Regions from separate parts of the Mus musculus genome. Here regions 2, 3 and 4 are each linked to region 1. The links are chromatin contacts, called in public HiChIP or PLAC-seq maps. All regions are on one chromosome and are shown on one strand. Each heading gives the region's core, a stretch centred on a gene start, on an enhancer-like site or on the middle of the called end of the contact. The rest is flanking DNA. Distances are from core to core; before and after follow the strand shown.

Region 1 (4,297 bases), core at 321-2,820:
GTCCCCGGGATACTCCCCGCTCAGTGAACATCACTCAACATAATCACCCCAAGTATCCCCAATCATATAAAGTCAACTCCCCAAGGTCTGCCTGAGTGCCACAGAAACCTTGGGAACAGACCAAACGCGATTGCTCCTAAGAGACCGGCCGGAGGTGGCTTGGAGAGGAGCGTTGTTACCCGGCTCGGCCCACCCCCTCCACGTTCAGCAGTCTCGAGGGACCGCGGTGGTGGCCGGGAGGTGACAGCCGGACTGTGGGGCGGGCGCAGAGCCCCTCGGAGGCCGCCACACACACTCGCTGTCCTCCCCACTCACTTTGTGCCTCCCACCCTCTCGCCCAGACCCCCGCCCCTCCCCCGCCCGCCTCCGCCCCATTCTTGGAATTGTGTGGAAAAATTCTCAGCCAAACCTCCCACCTCTCCTCGCCTCCCCCCCCCCACTCCCTTTTAAAAACCCCCTTTCCTCCGCGGCCCCTGCACTCTTTGTGAATGAGGGCCGGGAACACGGCCCTTCCCCCGCCCAGGAGCCACGCCAGACCGCCGCACTCAGAGGACTGTTTGTTAATAGTCCAATTAGATAATTGCCATCTTTCACTCCTTTTGCTCCGCATTTCCCATAAAGGAATGAATGGGGAGAGCGGCGTGGAGAGGGCTTCTGCCCCGGCAAGGTGACGAGAAGGGCTGGAGCAAGCTCCTTGCACAAGGCCATGCGCTTGAATTGAATCATTGTGGCCTAATCAATGCTGTTATTGGATTACTGGCTGTTGCTTTTCTCAAAGACATTGTAGCAAGACAATGAAATAGCTAGGGGGAAACTTTTTTTTTGAAGCAGATCTCACAGTTGAGATTTTTTGCTCTCTCTCTCTCTCTCTCTCTCTCTCTCTCTCTCTCTCTCGTATTCCTCCCTCCCTCTACCCCCCCCCCCCCACTCTGAGTACAAAGCTGCCCTTTGAATGGGCTGCCTCAGGGCCGCTGGAGGTGCAGGCATGAAAAAAATCCAACTGGGGCTACAGGAAGAGGGGCGGCAGTTTAAGATGGCTGTCAACGTCGAGGTGTGTTAAGGAGTCGCTTGGGGAGAAAGCTTGGCTTTTTTGGAGTGTGGGGGAGAGACTTTAGGGGGAAACTTTTCTCCTCCCCCCTTCTTTCCCCACCCAGAGGCAACTGCTTTCTATAGCTACAGGGACTGAGGGGGTAACCCCCCCCCATCTGGCTCTATCTGGAGAGTCTAGAGGAACCCCCCTTTAGCCAGTATGTGAGCAGGACGGTCAAAGGCAAAGAGAAAGTTAATAATGCCTGCTAATGGTGTTAGCAATTCAGGATGAATCTTGTCAAAAGTTTTTCTGGAAGTGTGGGTCTTTGATTGTGTTTCCCGAAAGCAAGACCAATCATTTCCGTTTATTCACTGGCTAAACCCCTACTTGATTGGGGACAAGGACAGAAACCATCCATTACGATCTGATATATTATCCAAACAATTTAGTGTATTCGTGAGGTAACTGAAACGTGGGGGCTGCGAAATTACCCGTAATCAATTGCAACAGCGAGTGTGCGTCCCCCCCGGGTGTCGGACAACCACAACTCGGCCGTCTCAGTAACAGGCGGAGCCGCAGCGTTTCGGAGTTGCGCTGTTCGCTACCTGATCGCCAGGCTGGGGACACTGGACGTGCTCAAAGGACGCGGGCGCTGACGAGGCGGCCTCGCCACCGGGATCCTGGACAAGACCCGCCGCCTCTCTACCAGCGCGCCACTCTCCTGTCTGCGCTGACCCTCCGCGGCCGCCGAAGCCACCCCGCGGGGACATTCATTCTGGCGGGCGACCGAGCTTAGGTGCTGCGTTGTAGGGGTTTTGTCCCCTTTTGCTTCTTCTTTTCCCACCCTCCTTCTTTTCTGTGTTTTTTTGTTTTTGTTGTTGTTTTCTTTCTTTCTTTCTTTTTGCCTATGTTCGGGAAACCAGACAAAATGGACGTCCGGTGCCACTCGGACACCGAGGCCGCCAGGGTCTCGAAGAACGCGCACAAGGAGAGCCGGGAGATCAAGGGCGCCGAGGGGAGCCTTCCGGCCGCCTTCCTCAAGGAGCCGCAGGGCGCCTTTTCCGGGTCTGGCGCTTCGGAAGATTGTAACAAAAGTAAATCCAATTCCTCAGCGGACCCAGATTACTGTCGCCGGATCCTAGTCCGAGGTAGGGATGGGCAGGGCTTTGGAACGCGTTCTTTTCGGGGTAATTCCCCTGCCGCAGCTTCGCGTCGCTGCTTAGGGCTGGCGAGGACTTGGGAGAAAGTTGTTGTTGGCCCTTTTCTTTCTTGGGTCCGGTCGGTCGCGGGGACCTGTGCCTGGGGCTCCTCTCAAAGCGCTCTTTCTGGGCCCTAGCAGTCCGGAGGGGCCCCGCAGCACGGTTGCGGGAAGGAATCCAGACCGTGACTGTGGACCGGCCACCAAGCTGGGGCTCGGACCCAGCTCCTCCAGGGGAACGTGCGCGCGTCCTCCGGCCTGCAGGCGTGTGTGCCATGGAGGGCAGAGCGCACCCGATGGAGCAGTGGGCTAGGACCCGTAGCCTCCCGCCGCTGGCCAGAGCCAGCCAGTTAGCTGGTAGGGCTGAGGGCCCTGGCGCTGCGCTCCTGGCCTGGCTGCAGTGGCCTAGAGAGATCGCCGACCTGCGTCGCAGGTCTGCGAATGCCGCCTCTTTGCTTCGCTCGTCCTCGCTCAAGGAGCGGTGTGCGCTCCTCCCGGGCACTGGTGGCGCTGAGGCCCAGCTTCAGCCGGCGCCGCCCCCGCTAGCTGTTAGCCAGGCCCCGCAAGCCGACATTCAGTCCCTCCTCCTTCTGCTGTCTGGACTGAAGCGGGCCGGAGACCCGGGGTAAGGGTGGGGACCACAGGAGTGCAGGCTGCCCTGCAATCTGGGACCATACTGGGAGGTGGGGTTACCAGTAAGAGCCCCTTTGGGCTACTGGGGACTCGGATCACACACCAGAGGCCCCCTAGGCCGGAAGGAGCATTTACCTATTTGGAATTCAGGTTTGTTTTTTGTTGTTGTTGTTGTTTTTGTTTTTGTTCTTGTTTTTTATTGTTTGTTTGTTTCCTCCTCCGGTGTCTGGGAGAACTCTTCAGAGACAGTCTGGTTACTCTCCCAGTTAATAGTATGAAGTTAGCCCCCTTGGCCTCCATACACTCAGAGAATCTCAGCTTTATGATTGCGGCCACCCCATACACTGGCAGCAGCCTACCGGAGATTTGTCCCTAGCTAGCTCTGATCAAGGAGGCAGAGAAAACCGGGGGCGGAGGTTCTGGTGGCTGACGTCTACCCTTTCCTAGATGCCAAGGGGTCTATCCGAGAAATCATCCTGCCCAAAGGCTTGGATCTGGACCGGCCCAAGAGGACTCGCACGTCCTTCACCGCGGAGCAGCTCTACAGGCTGGAGATGGAGTTCCAGCGTTGCCAATACGTGGTGGGCCGGGAGAGAACCGAGCTGGCTCGGCAGCTCAATCTCTCTGAGACCCAGGTACCTAGCTGCCAGGTGCTCACACCACCAGGCTTCCTCTTCCCCTCTCCAGGATGACAGCTTGCCTTTCCTCACAATCTACCTAGCTTTGGACCAAACCTCCCAGGGACGTGGAGGAAACGGAACGAATGGGGACGAAGGTCTTAAGGCTCCCTCCTCTTTATTAAACTGTCTTCTCCTCGTTCACAAATCTGCCAGTCTAATTTCTGCATACCTTGACTTGGCCTAGGGACCCCATATTCTGTCCTTCTGGAATTCTTTTTGACTCTTAGGAATTTTTGGATGGCTTCTGATTTTTAAAAGGCTGTTTTCCCCCATTTGGATACATACCATCTTGGCTATATTCCCAGTAACACCCCATTTTGGGGCTTTTAGCTTTACTCAGCACCTAGATCAATTCTGCAGGAATTAGAAAGCGGTGCCAATTCTCAGAAACCTGCCTGTGCAAAGCTAGCGGCCCCCACCCCTTAAACAGCCAGCCGGACCACCACTCTGGGATCCTAAGAGGCCTGTGCCAATGACAGGGCGTGTCAGTCAGATGGGCAGCAAATCTGGTGACTTGGGTGCCCACCGTGTATATTGTGTCTTTTGCATTTTAGGTCCTCTCCTTACCATAAAGTCCCATGCTGCTTTGGAGCTGACCCTGTGAGCTAAGGGCCCAGAGCATTAGAGGGAGATTTTGTCCCTTCCGGACTGTTGAGGGGTTGGTCAGTTCTCTTTCTAGTTTGTTTTCCTATGCCCAGCCCTGAAGCAGGTGGAGAGCATTTTAGGCCTAAAATCTGGAGGGAATACTGAGAACTG
Region 2 (4,824 bases), core at 898-3,397, 160 kb after region 1:
AAAGTCGGAACAGGGGAGAAGCTTCATGCATCAGAAAAACCTAAAGACTGCTCTGCTGCCTTGACTCAGGACCCAGGGAAGAGGGCTGAGATGTAGGTGGGAGCCAGGTTCTCAAAGCAATGGTTGAGATGCTGATGTTTCTCCGAAGAATAGAAGTTTCAAGTAGGAATGCAGTGAGATTCATTCTCTAGAACAGTCACTCTGCCTGAAGTTTGGGAAAACAAAGAATGGGGAAGGGGAGGCTAGGCAAGCAGACAGACAGGTGGGCATGGCAGATAGACAGACAGGTATGTATGGCAGGCAGGGTAGGCACGGCAGGCCGGCAGGGATGGCAGAGGAATGTCAATGCCTTAGACCAGAGAACTCAGGCCTACCTCTGGCTCCTAAGTGCTGGGATTCAAAGTGTGCGCCACCACTTTGGCTTAAGTAGCTTTCTTATATAACCCAGGACCACCTACCCAGAGAATGGTGCCAGCCACAGTGGACTGGGCCCTCCTATATGACTTAATAATCTAGACAACCCGCCACAGGCTAATCTGATCTCCGTCATCAGTTGAGACTCCCTTCTCAGGAGATGCTAGGTTGTGTCAAGTTGGCAGTTAAAGCTAAGTAGGATATCTGCTTTGATATAGCACTTCACGGTCCATGAAGGATTGCTGAAGGATTGATTGGCCTGTTCCCAGCTCCTGAGTCAGTCTGTCCTCTGAGCAAGGTGTGTAAGTGTATGTGTATGTGGCAGTCATGGTGGTGATGTCTGCACGTGTGTGGATGCAGATGTGCAGGCCTATGTATGTATAGAGGCCAGAAGAGAACATCAGGTGTCCTGCTACATCACCACCCTTACACTGTTGAGACAGCGTCTCTTATTGAAGCTGGAGCTGATCCTCCTTTCTCTGTCCAACACAGTGCTGGGGTCACAGACACCTTCAGCCATACTCAGGTCTTTTTATATGGATTCTAGGGATTTGGACTCAATTCTTCATGCCTTCTTACCTACTGAGCTATCTCTGTAACCCTGTAACTCCCCTTTGGGAGAGGTAATCCTACTGTAGTCAAGAAATTTCCTTACATTCATATTCTGTAAGTCAATTCTAGACTGATTCAAATATGATGTACCCTCTTGGAAGTTTTTAACATCATGATGATATACAGTGGCTTGGTTTTTAAGGTCTTATCAAAAAAATTAGCAAAATGGGGAAGCAAAAAGAAACTTCATTTCTTCTTGGTAATAAGCAGAGGTTTTCTTGAGTAACAATGTGGTAATTTCTTCCATGGGGGTGTCTCTGTCTCTCTTTCTCTCTCTCCTCTCTCTCTCCTCTCCTCTTTCTCTCTCTCTCTCCCTCTCTCTCTCTCTCTCTCTCTCTCTCTCTCTCTCTCTATCTCTCTGTCTCTCTCTCCCCCTCCCTCCCTCCCTCTCTCTCTCTCCTTTTAAGATCTAACTTATTTTCCAAGTGGGTCTAAAGATTTAAGCCCCAATTAATTACATATAGTATTCTGATCCAAGACTGACCTTGAAGCCCTAACTCAAAGAACCTTTGGTTTTGTTTTGTTGGGTTTTTTTTCCTTTCCGCCCGTGGCAGTTCGGTAACATTAGACTTGTTGTCCTCATTAGCCTCTTTCTCTAATCTCCAGCATCCTGCATATTTCCATTGTCCTCCTGATTACATGCTTTTGTGAGACAATTACCAACTGCGCGATTGCAGAAGGAATTACAAAACATACCACGGGTGCTCCGTAGGTGATTCATGCCGGTTTATTAGAACTGCTTAATAGTTCAGAAGTTCATATAGATTGCTTTTTTGCCATTTCAAAAACAGGTCGGTGAGAGGAAGAAAGCCTGTGCGGCTAGCTTAGCACTGCCCTTGTGTTGCGCCTGAGTAGGGAATCTGATAAGAGTGATTTCTTTTTCTTAAGACCAATTATGCCTTTATATTGGGGGGAAAAAAGGCTGAGAAATTAAAGCCTGGTTTATAATCTGTGCACAATACAGATAGTGGCACTTCTCTGAATTATCACTATGATTCTGGCAAGCAAATATAAGGAGCTACTTTAAATTCCTGCTGGTAGATGCTGTCGCAGATTTGAATGGTGTGGCCCGTAATTCTCCATCTGTCTGCCTTAATTAGTTTCTGTATGGTGTATTTAATTGGGTTGCAGTCAGTCCTTGCAGAGCGCTAATCTGTTTGTAGGCGGTGCTCCCTTCCCCATGCAGCTCTTCCTAGTCTCACTCAAAATGGCAGCCTTTCTGAAAAAGAAAACAAAACCAAGAGGGAAAAAAAAAAAAAAAAAAAAAAAAGAAGGTGTTTTAAAACTGGTCTCTGCGTTCCCAGGACTAAACCACATCCCATGCCAGGTGCTTATGCATAAGACCTGGCTTTTTGAAAAGTCTCCTTTTGAACAGGGTCAGGAAAGCATATGTATGTACAGATACTTGGACGTCAAGGGAGACGGCGAATGAGTGAGTGAATTTCTTGTTTGCCCCCTTGTAGATATTTGTGAACCATCAGAGTAAGTTTCCACCCCCAAATTCTATTTGAGGGAACATAGTTAATCAACCCAAAGCATAGGACATTTGTTTTTCTTCGTTTCTCCCCCCCCCCCCAACATTTTTCATTTGTTGTTAAGTTCTGACTTGGGTACTTGTGTTTCCTATGTTGCATTCTGTGATGTTTGATACTGATTGTCAACTCCATAAGATCTACAATCACCCAGGAGACAAACCTCTGGGTATTCCAATGAGGAAGTTCCTGGATTAGGTTAATGGAGGTGAGAAGACCCACTCTAAATGTGGGCAACTGTTGCTGGCCCTGGAGCTGGCTAGGCTGAATAAGAGGACAAGTGCCTCCCTCCCCCACAGTGATGGGTTTACTCTTGTACTGAGCTAAAGAAACTCTGCCTTCCTCAGGAGGCTTTGTTTTTTCTCTCATTGTTGCAACAATGAGAGAGAGTTACTAAAAAGTAACTAAGACGGCTGTGGAAAGATGACTCTTGGGTCTGAATCATGTTCCACATGGAGACATTTTAATTCTTAGTTTTCCAATAGCCTCTGAGGACAGAATTGTCTTTGAAGTCAGATTATACTTACCAACGTAGCAGTGATTCAGCCATTTGGTGCTACAGAGTTGAGGGTAATAGAAACTTGTAAACTCTGGTGTTCCCTTAGGGACTCAGAGATGAGGAATGGCTACCCAGGTCCACATGAAGTCTTCTCAGGAAAGAAGACCTGAGTTAGACCTGAAACAAGCACTGGTTAGTTTTGGGTATACTGTGGTCCTCTTCATCTAGAAGGCAGCCTTTGTGAGCTTAGCCATCTCTCCCCAGAAGTACAGACATCATATCTGTTTAAAGCTAGAGTTCAACACTGATCAGGCAGACTGTGAGTCTGCCATCGAGCCTAGGTCTCAGTGGGCACTTAGCTTCCGTGTGTCAGCTGGAGTGAATTCACTAGGAATAGCAAGGTCTAGAAGCACATTAATGGTGACATGTTCCAAAGTGATTCCATACTTTGGCCAAGAAATTCTTTGAGAAAAACCAAATTGATTTTGGTCAACAAGTTTCAGTTTAACTCATTTGTAATCCTCGGCTGTACAGGCAGCAAGCAAGAAAAATCAGACACTCGAGGCTAAGAAGGTAGCTCAGTCAAGAATGTTCACTCCACAGGTATAAGGAACTGCATTCAAATCCATTAAAAATTTTGTTTTCATGCCTCTAGCCCCAGAATTTGGGGACAGAAATGGCAGATTTCAAGAGCTACCTCACTGGCTTGGCCTGGTCAAAACGGCAAGCTTCGAATTCAGTGAGAGACCCTGTCTCAAGTCAGTACAGCAGAGAACAATATATGAAGACATCTGGTATCCTGTTCTGACCTCCACATGTGTACAACATACACACACACCACACACCACACATGCACACGCGTGTGCGAGCAAACACACACACACAGTAGACAATACAATAGGTGGTTTTATTTTTTTCATATGTTGTTTGCTCCTGAGTCACACCCCAACCCCTGAAAGCTATAGTCACATTTAATGATTTCATTTAAGTCATTGCTGGATGCATGTTTTAAAAACATGGATTGGTTAAATAGACTTGAAAAAAGGTTTGCTTAAATGTTTCCTATTTATACAATTCCTAAACAAAACATGGTATTAAATACAGGTTTGCCTCCTTGGTGTCCATCTCTTGACTGGACTTCTTTCCCTTAAAGAAGAAATCTCTTTGATCTCTTTTAGATAGGCTTTATTCCACTTTCTTTGATATACAGGATGTAATAACTTTTAAAAAAATCTTTGAGGCAAAAATGGATGATTTGGGAAAGGCACAGAGGCTGGAAAGATGTCTCAGTGGGTAAGAACACTTGGCATGAAGACAGAAGTTCAGATCCCCAGCAACCCCTTGCAAACCAGGGCTTGGCTACACAAAGGTGGAGGAGGTGCTGGAGACAGTGCGGGGCTTGCAGGCCACCAGCCTAGCCCCAAGTTTAGTGAGAGACCATGTCTCAAAGGACTAATGTGGAGAGAAATGAAGTATGACACCAGTGTGCTCTGGTGGTCTCTGAACATGTCTACAAAGGCATTCAGACAACACACCCGGGAGGAGGAGGGAGAAGGGGAAGACCTGGAGGTAGCCATATCTCCAAGTGTGTTTTTGTGTTATATTTCTCAGAGGTGAGACCTTATTGCTTCCCATGCTACAAACTTTGATTGTTATAATTCTGAGTGCTCTGATTAGAAATTCTTCTTAATTAAAAAAATGTATATATATTATTTGGAACATTGCCACAAAGTAGCTGTCACCCATAGTGAATTATTGGTGTTCTGC
Region 3 (4,356 bases), core at 115-2,614, 190 kb after region 1:
AAACATTTCTTAACAGTATTTATGTTTCCTTTTATTTGTGTTTCATGAGGTAGAGTGAAGTTTTGTTTTGTTTTAATGGAAAGGAAAGTAACTTCCAAGACTGGAAAAGCATTTTCAGACCCTGAGATTAAACCAACCAGACTTCTTAAACCAGATAAAACACATTTCACTTGAAAGATACTTTATCATGTCATGGAAGTATACAAAAGGTGATAGGCTGAATTCCTGTGACTCCTATCTTAAAAGTTTGATGTATAAAATATAGTAAATGGAAAGGAAAACTTAAAATAGATATCTATGAAAATGCACACTGTGCATAGCTGACTTTAAAGGAACCAATGTTTCCTCTGGAGACTTCTGTGGGAGGCTGCATGTCTTTTAACATATTTCTTGTAAATGACACACAGTTTTTAAATACCTGGGATCTAAATGAATTTTCATAGAGACTAAAATCTATCCAAAATTGTGTGTGTGTGTGTGTGTGTGTGTGTGTGTGTGTGTAAAAACAGCCCAGAAGCCAAAAAGAAAGTGTCATGAGTGTTTTGTAGTGAGTTTATGTGTTCCCTACATGGCTTTACCAGTGAAGGCTCTTCATGATCAGAATCTAATAAATTGTCTTTGGTCTAGCTGGCACAGTAGAAGAAACAAGCTGGTATAGCCTTGAAGGGACCACCAGGGTCTATGATGTAAACGGCATGGCAGCTAAAAAACTAAAGGAAATTTTGCTGAATGTGAGCCCAGGGTCTTTCCTCAGCTATTGTTACCTGTGACAAAAGGGACTCTGGCTAATCCGGACGTATGGAATACTTTCTGTACTTTAAGCCTGTCTTCCCACAAATAAAAGCAGAGTCAGACTGATGGACCGGTACAGAGCTTTGGATAAAATACAGTTTTTAAAAAGTACACAAAGTCAAAGCTCCGTTCTACCTCCAGTCCCACAAGGATGAGGCTTGATAGTGATTAGAAATTCTCAGCTTATGTTTGGGATGTAATATTTTCGAAGTTTTAGACTGGCGCATGAAAAGCTCTGAAAAAAAAAAATCAAGAGTTTCTGAAAGAAACAATGAACATCAGCTTTAGTAAGGCCAGCTCCCTTCACCACTCTGCTCGCTGCAGGGACTGGAGGGGGAAGCAAGACTCATTTATACACTAGGGAAATAGAAACTGACTTCCTCTTTGGAGTTTTCCCAGAAAACTACTTTATAAAGACAAATTTAAATCTTTCCATTTTCCATCCTTGAAGGTGGCAAATATGATTGTGGTTTTATCCGTTTTTTATTGTAAATGAAACAGAGTTCAGACCGGCCACTGCACGTCATTTGTTGGATGGCTGCCACAGACTAATGCAGACGTCCCACTGGGAGACCAGAGAAGCGCTACACCGTGATTCACCAGATTGTGTTAAATAGTCCAGCTGTTGCGATTTGAAAGATAGTTACCTCAGAAGTGAAATAGAAATGAACTTGGCATTTATGCCTCAAACCGTTTTTATACTGTTTGGCAATCAGCTTTTCAGAGGTAGCATTTTATAAAATAACTCTCACCGCTTAAAGGTTTCATTCTCTGTAATGCTCAAAATGTCCCACCTTTATATTATCAGTAAAATTAAGCTTGAGCGATATTCAGAATTTGCATGAAATAAGCATTCCCCCCTTCATTTCCTGAGCTTTGATTGTATTCAATTGAGCTCAGAACCGTGTCGATTAGGGGCTCTTTGGGGCATTAGTTAATTTGAATTGCAGCCGAAATGTTAGCTAGAATGTTGTTGAATATAATTGAGATGTGGAAAGTTGATTTTGAAAGGAATTTCATTGAATGCAAACAATGATGGTTTTTTTTTTGGGGGGGGGCAAGCACACAGAATGCTTTGCCTCTGTCCCCTGTGACACAGTCTGAGAAACAACGAATCCCTTTACCAAGTGCAGCTTTGCTGAAACTGCAACACTTCTGATTCTTCTTACACCTGTGTGATTTGGAGGCAGGTCAGGTCTTTCTTTGCCAGCCAGAGCCCTTTGTTCTGGCTCTCCTACAGTTGGGGGACAGTAGCTGTCAGCTGTAATAGAGTTGCAGTTTGAGATCTTGAATTCCAGTTTTTAATTGGCTTGCTTTCGGGGGTGGGGGAGGGAGTGTCTTGAAACAACTGCTGAGCACATGATCCAGAATGACTCATGAAGAAGGTCTGTTATAGCAGATCATGGATAACTAACTACACGATTCTGCAGTCTGGGCCCCCCCCAGACTTCTGATGCAGGTTCTGTGCTGGTAAATGACAGATCATTTCACTTTGGCCGCCTGGGGTTTACATATGACAGGGAGGGTCCGACCGACTCATGCAGCCTTCCTCTCTCTCTGTGACTCAGCAGTTCTGCTCTACAGGGAGGGTCCGACCGACTCATGTAGCCTTCCTCTCTCTCTGTGACTCAGCAGTTCTGCTCTACAGATCCTGCTGCATCGGGAGAAGGGCTGCCGTGGCTCTTTTACAAGTATCAACTTTAATTGCTTATTAGTAGTAACTGTCCTTAGATGCTGCATTGAAGGAGGAGGTGGACGGAGCCACCGTGGACCAGGCCCCTATGGTAGTACTGCTTGAGCCTTTGTTGGGTTCAAACCTCTAGACCCACATGGCTTCCTTGAATAGTAGCCTAGGTTCTCAGTACTGCCCCTGAAGGACATGGGATTGGGAATGTATTAGTTGCCTTTTCTGTTGCTATGATAAAAATACTTTAACAAAGGCATCTTAAGGTGGAGAGGGTTAATTTGTGCTGATAGTGTGACAGTGCATTAGTCCACTGTGACAGGGAAAACCTGATAGCTAAAGGTCAAGGCAGCCATGCACATTGCATCCATACTCAGGAATCAGAGGACAGTGAATGCTACAAGTCAGCTCTTTCTAATATTCAGTCCAGGATACAAGCCTAGGGAATGGTGCTGCCCACATTCAGGGTGGGCCTTCCCTCATTAACTTAGTCTAAATAATTGCTCCACAGGCATACTCTGAGGCTTGTCTCCTGGCAACTTTACCATCAGTGGCATCATGGGGATAGAGATGGAATGTTCTAAGAAGGCTTCAGGCTCTAAAAGGAGCTTTGAGAAGGTCCCCGGGAGACCTAGGAAAGGACCTAGTGATATCAAACCAGGAAGCTTGAGCATTGAGCATTGTCCTCTGAAAGACAGCATTGATCTGAAAGTTGCAGATAGAAACAATGGAAATAAACTAGTAGAAATGTCCACAGATTACGCTGTGGCACCTGTGCTATATTTGGAAAATAGCTCAATCCTAAAGAGAAGACAGCTCAGACTCCTGCACTGGCTCTGCCACTCAGGAGCAGCGTACTCTTAGGCCAGGCTGTCCCCCTCTGCACACAGAACTGCCCCCATCTACAAAAGGGCAGTTTGGATAGATGGCCGCTCTTACTCTCTTCTGTCTTGCCCTGGGGTTCCAAGGGAGTGCCCCCCTGCCTAGTCTCCACCGTGCCTAGTTCAGTGGAGGAAACTGTGAGATCCTGGAGCTAGCCTGCCAGCAACTTCTCAGGTTAGCCTGCCAGACGAGTGTGGCTTGCTTGAGGAGAGATAGACAGTCCAAGGTTTTTAAGTTTTCAGATCAATCAGCCTGTGTGTTGCTGCCATAGGATGCTGAGAGCAGTTCCTGGAGAGTTCTAATTCCCAGCTGATGAAGACAGCTTTTGCTAGGAGATGTTAACCACCCTTCGCCTGCAGACACACGGGGCCATGAAAACGCCCACAGTAGCCCAAGGGAGCAACAGAGGTTGGTATGGACCGATGGCAGTTGCTCACTCCAAACGGCAGAGTGAGATCCATCGCTTTGCATGCTTCCAACATGCTGGTGGGTGACAGCAGCGGGCGCACAAGCAAGCTGGTGACCCGACCCTGAGCCAAGCTGCAGCTTCACTTCCTGGGACACCCCATATGCTTTGTTTCCAGGTTCTCGTTGGCCACAAGAGAGATGTATGAGGCAGGCGTGAGATGATGATGTTTTAATAATGTTTTCTTTGAACCCTGAGGAAGTTCATGTGTAGCTTATCTGGGATAGCGTATGAAGGGCACGATGTGCTGACCCACTTGAGGGGCATGTGCCAGCGGCTGGCCTGTGGATCAGTCCTGCGGTTCCTCCCAGCTTTTCCTCCAGCTTGCCCGCTTCCCAGCCCGCTTCCCAGCTCAGATGCATGTGCAGGTTCCGCGTGAGAGGGCTCAGCTTGTCCTGTGGGGTCGGTACATCAGCCTGATGGGCCTTTCTCACAGAAAGATGCATCTCTAGTTTGTCCTCAGTCTCTGCCCGTTTGCAGCCAGCTTGCCTTTGAGCTGCCGGAATGCCTAGCTTCTTGCATAGAGATGGCC
Region 4 (4,462 bases), core at 1,330-3,829, 230 kb after region 1:
AAATAGTCTAAATTGTTACTCTTCGTATCTCACACACATAAACCCAAATGTAGACATATAGAACTCATTGCATCGTAAATGTCATAATATTTCTGTCCCATTTCCTCCCCCCACAAGATTATTTCCAGGCCAGCACACAGAAACGTAGAACACACAGCATTGCTGATTGTTTGAGTCAAGATTTTATGAATACCTATGAATAAATACATATGTTCATATATACACAGCAAAAATACTGAATTTCAAAACCGTTAACTTTCTGCAACTTAGACAACTCTTGCTAGTTAGTACAGAGATGGGCAAGACACACAAAAGAACAAATTTTTTTAACTGCCTCATACCTTGGGGAAATTTTGAATGGTGCAGGAGATTTCCACCTGTAGAGTAGGAAGTCCCAGGCCATCCAGTATGGTTTTCCCTACTATTTTGCATATGGAGGGAGGCTTCGCAAGTTTAGAAAAGTAGTTTGCCTTCAACACATACACAAAAGCAAAAATTAGAAATCACATTGAATTTATCTACAAGGCCAGACACATTGAATTTCCTACAAAACATCTCCACATGTGTCCTCCTTCCTGGATCTGGGTTAGCCCCACAGCTCTGCTGGGACAGCATGTCTCATTAGAAACCCTGAGACCTTTTTTTTGTTGTTGTTTGATTTTTGTTTTTAGAGACAGGGTTTCCTCTGTGTAGCCCTGGCTGTCCTGGAACTTACTTTGTAGACCAGGCTGGCCTCGAACTCAGAAATCCGTCTGCCTCTGCCTCCCAACTGCTGGGATTAAAGGGGTGTGCCACCATGCCCGAGACCTTTCTTAACCCACAGACTTGGTATCTCTCTCCAGCAAGCTTTTCTATGGCAAGCCGACTGACTGACTCCCTAATCCTTCTTCTCAAGTTGTGGAAGTCATTGGTCTTTATACTGTGACATATTCAGATTTTAAAAATCCGAAGGGGATAATTTTTATCCCTGCCCACCCCCAGGCAGACATCTGGCTTGTCAACAGTGAAAACCGTGTTCCCCTCACCAACCATCAGCTGATGCACAGTGACACCTAACTCCAACAGGCCTCTTGGGAAGCTTAGTAATTGCAATTTCCTTTAAGTGGCAGAGCAGAAATCACTTGGAAGGGATCCAAGATTGACTTCTGAGCGCTGTGCCTACTATGGGCGCTGACACCCTTGGGCAGGTTGACCAGGGTTGTCCAAGAAAGCAGGCTGAGCAAGCCATGAGAAGCAAACCAGTAGGCAGCATTTTTTTTCTTCCTATAGCCTCTGCTGCATTTCCTGCCCAGACTTCCCTCAGTGATGGGCTGTGGCATGGAAATGTAAACCAAATAAACAAGTTCCTAAGTTGCTTTTGGTCAGAATGTTGTAGCAAAGGATAGAAAGCAAATGGGGCCGCCCCTAACTAAGGTATGGGAGTTCCCAAAGAGCTGTACAAACCAGTGCCAGGCTGCCTAACAGACTAGGAAGAGACAGGGTGAGGTGTCCTTTTAGACAACGAGTTAACAGTTCCTTCAGCAAGAGAGAGAGGGATTGAAATCTTTATAAGGCCTTCACTCACCTATTCCACAAAAAGTCTATAATTGTCCCTTTGTCCCACAGTGCAGGGGTAGGGGTGAGGGTGGGGGTACTAGTTAAAGCCCTGAGGCCCAAGTTCTTTATTTAAAAAAGGGAGGGTTGTTTGTTTGTTTTAAATCTTGCAGAGCTTTTAGAGACGAAGACAACGAGTGGTAGGTACCCCAACTCCTTTCCAAGTCACATCTGATGCACAGGAATCCCCCTCCTCAGCAGCCAACCATTAGGTAACTCAAAGGATTACTGTAGGATGGCCCTAGGAGAGCTCAAGGACACTCAGTCAACAACGGAGAAGGGCCTCCGAGTGAAATCTGCATTTTGGCAGTCACTGGCCCGAGACGTTGGGTACCTAGCCAATGCAGGGTGCGTGAGGTTTTCACACCTGGGAGCTTAGACTTGGAATCTGAGACATCAGGGGGGAGTGGAAGCCAAAGGAATGGGACCCGGGGTGGGCTGCAGCCAAGTCCCTGGCATTCGTTTCGTGGTCCAGCTTGCGTCCCCGCCCGCAGGTAAGGTAAGTTCAGCGTCAGGTCTGTGGTTTAGAAAACCAACGGCAGGTGAGCTCCTTGGATAGAAAAGAAGCTCGCCAGTCTCGGAGCAGACCTGAGCTACAGACCCATTCAGGGTCCTCTTGTCAACTCTCCGCATCCTCCCCGCGCAGCACGCTCGCCCTGCTCTCAGCTGGGCATCCCCTAACCCTTCTGCCCAGCAGCGCGCAGGCGCGACTCCGTTGCGCAGGCGCAGACGCATCGCGCTGCCGCAGCGTGGGCCAGAGGGAGGAGGGAGCTCCCCGCGCGTCCCTACCAGGTGCCCGTAGACATCCGCAGGCTGGAGGTAGAAGGTGGAGTTGAGCAGATCTTCCAGCTTGCGCGGGACGTCGTTCTCCTGGTAGTACGCCATCGCCTGCTGCTTCAGCTTCTGCAGGTCCCTAGTGATCCCGCCTCTGCGGCCGCCGTCTTCATCTCCCATGGTAGGAGACTTAGGGCTACAGCGGGGTTTTGCCAGGGGGCCCGCCAGCGTCCTTTTGTCGCTAGGCAACGCAACGAGATCACGACCCCTAGATCTCGCGAGGCTTCCTTCCCTTGGTGGACCGAGACTCAAGCTTTCCGTTCGGGACCCATCGTTGTCCCGTCCGCACTTCGCCTTTCTTCAATGCTTCGCTCTTAGTGCTCTCTCGTCCCCGTTTGTCACTGTTCCTCGGACAGTTTTGCAGACGGGGAGGCATTTAACGATTGTTTGAGTTCGTTTTGCAGAAGCTGGGGAGCGGTACCCGCCACTTCAACTCTTGCAGTTAACGAGGGAGAGGGATGCAAGAGCCCAGGGTGCCCTTCCTGAGCCGTGGAGGTCCTGGGCATGCATCCCTTCCAACCCACGCACTGTGCTTGCTGCACGCCTCGTGATGCTCTCTCTCAGAAAGCTCCCTTTGGGGGAGATTACTGAGAGTGAAACCCAGTGTAGGAAGTAAGACTGATGATGCTTTGGAGAGACCCAGGGCGAGGTGGAGGCCATGCAAAACGCAGCCCATGAGAAAGTCCTTGGGTCATGGTCTGTAGCAGCGGGCTGCCTGTTTACTGTGACAGTTAGGTACCAGACGCAATGATAGAACTTATTTCTGTGCTCGTTACTTGGATGGTGCAGGACGATCCAAGTAATGGATAGGAGTGGGCCGAGACAGACAGGGTGTTTTCGTGTTTTTTTTTTTTTATTGTTGCCTGTTTTATGTTCCCAACAGAAAGCAGGTTGCTTAAAAGACTTGTGCCTTCATTGCTCATCTGGAAAACGTAATCTTACCTGCTCTGTCCGCTGGACAATCACTTAAAATAACCCCGAGTGCGAAGAGGCATTTGGGAACAGTTGTTTTCCATAAATGTACTGTTGGATGTAGGTGGATAAAATACCTGATTCTGTAAGTACGCTTATATAACCGAGACCCATTCCTCCCTGCTCTGGACTCTCTTTGAGGACGATTTCCTTTCTGTGGTGTGATGGGTCATCACACACTTGCCCTCCCCTCTGGCTGGCTGCAAGTCCTTGGATGGTGGAAGCAGAGACTTAGTCATCTCCTTGTCCATCGCAGAGCTGAGCGCTCACAGCTGGGATTTTAGTGCACCTTTGTTTAAAAACGAGCCCACAATGTTGCCATTGCTTTTATTCCTGGGTGTGGCCGTCCTCATACCAACCCGCCTCCTGTGGAAGGTACCTCCTTCGCCCATCCTGTGAAGGTTGAGTTTTGTGTCTTAAGAAAAGCTGTGCTTCACATTCTCACCCCCCCAGCAGACTGCTCTTTCTACTGATCTCCTTGCCCACTTGAAACCTGGACCACAGACGTGAGCCCTCATCTTTTAGGGCTGACCCATTTGACTTTCTTCTTTTTCATTCTTCTGTGCTCAGCATGAATCTCTGGGCCTACCACCTGGATGCAGCCACTGAACTATATCTCCAGACCTCATTTAATTTTCTTTTCCTTTTTTTTTTTTTTTTCTAGTTTGTGACTTGGTTTTATGTATCTTAGGATGGCCTCAGACTGGCTGTGTAGTGGAGGCTGACTTTGAACTTCTGACCCTTCTGCTTCTATCTCTGGAGTTCTGAGTTAACAGGCGTGAGCAACCGTGCCTAGTTAACGCAGTGCTAGGGGTAGAACCCTGGTCTTCATGCATGCCAGGCAAGCACTTCACCAGCTGAGCTATAACCCCAGCCCTCATTTAATATTTTAATGGAAGACTGGAAGTATTTGGGCTGAGACCACTATGCAATGGGTTCTTCGCTCTCTAACCCACTGTCCTCTATGTCCCATGAGGACAGGGTTTGTGTGTCTTGTTCAGTACTGCACTTATGGCATCAGTATATTCCTTTATAGATTAGATGTTCAGTAAACAGTTACTGG

Evidence for each region. HiChIP or PLAC-seq counts read pairs in DNA pulled down with a chosen protein or histone mark.
Region 2: a contact with region 1 is called in an H3K4me3 HiChIP or PLAC-seq map of embryonic forebrain, with 4 times the contacts expected there. The contact joins the enhancer-like site here to the promoter of Vax1 in region 1. A contact is called at or near these places in 2 of 39 promoter capture datasets (the 3T3-L1 cell line and cranial neural crest), 7 of 115 datasets of contacts at active chromatin or transcription factors (VIP interneurons, embryonic basal ganglia, embryonic forebrain and 4 more) and 1 of 9 other capture datasets (adipose tissue).
Region 3: a contact with region 1 is called in an H3K4me3 HiChIP or PLAC-seq map of bone marrow-derived macrophages, with 5 times the contacts expected there. The contact joins the enhancer-like site here to the promoter of Vax1 in region 1. A contact is called at or near these places in 3 of 39 promoter capture datasets (3T3-L1-derived adipocytes, cranial neural crest and embryonic stem cells), 3 of 484 Hi-C or Micro-C datasets (the N1E-115 cell line, forebrain and stem cell-derived neural progenitor cells), 10 of 115 datasets of contacts at active chromatin or transcription factors (bone marrow-derived macrophages, craniofacial prominence, embryonic basal ganglia and 7 more) and 3 of 9 other capture datasets (adipose tissue, liver and pancreatic islet).
Region 4: an H3K4me3 HiChIP or PLAC-seq map of embryonic forebrain shows a contact between it and region 1, with 5 times the contacts expected there. The contact joins the promoter of Eno4 here to the promoter of Vax1 in region 1. A contact is called at or near these places in 9 of 39 promoter capture datasets (the C10 cell line, the SN4741 cell line, cranial neural crest and 5 more), 5 of 484 Hi-C or Micro-C datasets (embryonic stem cells, extraembryonic endoderm stem cells, nephron progenitors and 1 more), 13 of 115 datasets of contacts at active chromatin or transcription factors (bone marrow-derived macrophages, craniofacial prominence, embryonic basal ganglia and 8 more) and 3 of 9 other capture datasets (adipose tissue, liver and pancreatic islet).

Annotation. Positions count from the first base shown.
Region 1 is chr19:59,167,670-59,171,966 of GRCm38.p6, reverse strand. It overlaps Vax1 (ventral anterior homeobox 1), which reads left to right and starts at 1,570. Exons shown (of 3, transcript NM_009501.3): 1 at 1,570-2,178; 2 at 3,309-3,496. The coding sequence starts at 1,938. It overlaps 4930442E04Rik (RIKEN cDNA 4930442E04 gene), which reads right to left and starts at 186. Exons shown (of 2, transcript NR_167767.1): 1 at 1-186.
Region 2 is chr19:59,004,059-59,008,882 of GRCm38.p6, reverse strand. The region is part of intron 12 of Shtn1 (shootin 1); the gene reads left to right. Among named protein-coding and RNA genes, the nearest start is that of Eno4, 63 kb to the right of the region's middle. Within about 2 kb of position 2,147, at least 20 of the 459 cell types and tissues checked have an H3K27ac peak or open chromatin away from gene starts, as enhancers often do. A contact at or near this core is called in embryonic basal ganglia and embryonic forebrain, where this site is marked.
Region 3 is chr19:58,976,884-58,981,239 of GRCm38.p6, reverse strand. All of the region lies in intron 16 of Shtn1 (shootin 1), which reads left to right. Among named protein-coding and RNA genes, the nearest start is that of Eno4, 36 kb to the right of the region's middle. Within about 2 kb of position 1,364, at least 104 of the 459 cell types and tissues checked have an H3K27ac peak or open chromatin away from gene starts, as enhancers often do. A contact at or near this core is called in the N1E-115 cell line, bone marrow-derived macrophages, embryonic stem cells and 1 more, where this site is marked.
Region 4 is chr19:58,941,542-58,946,003 of GRCm38.p6, reverse strand. It overlaps Eno4 (enolase 4), which reads right to left and starts at 2,579. Exons shown (of 14, transcript NM_178689.4): 1 at 2,383-2,579; 2 at 342-470. The coding sequence starts at 2,547. It also overlaps a transcript of Hspa12a not described here.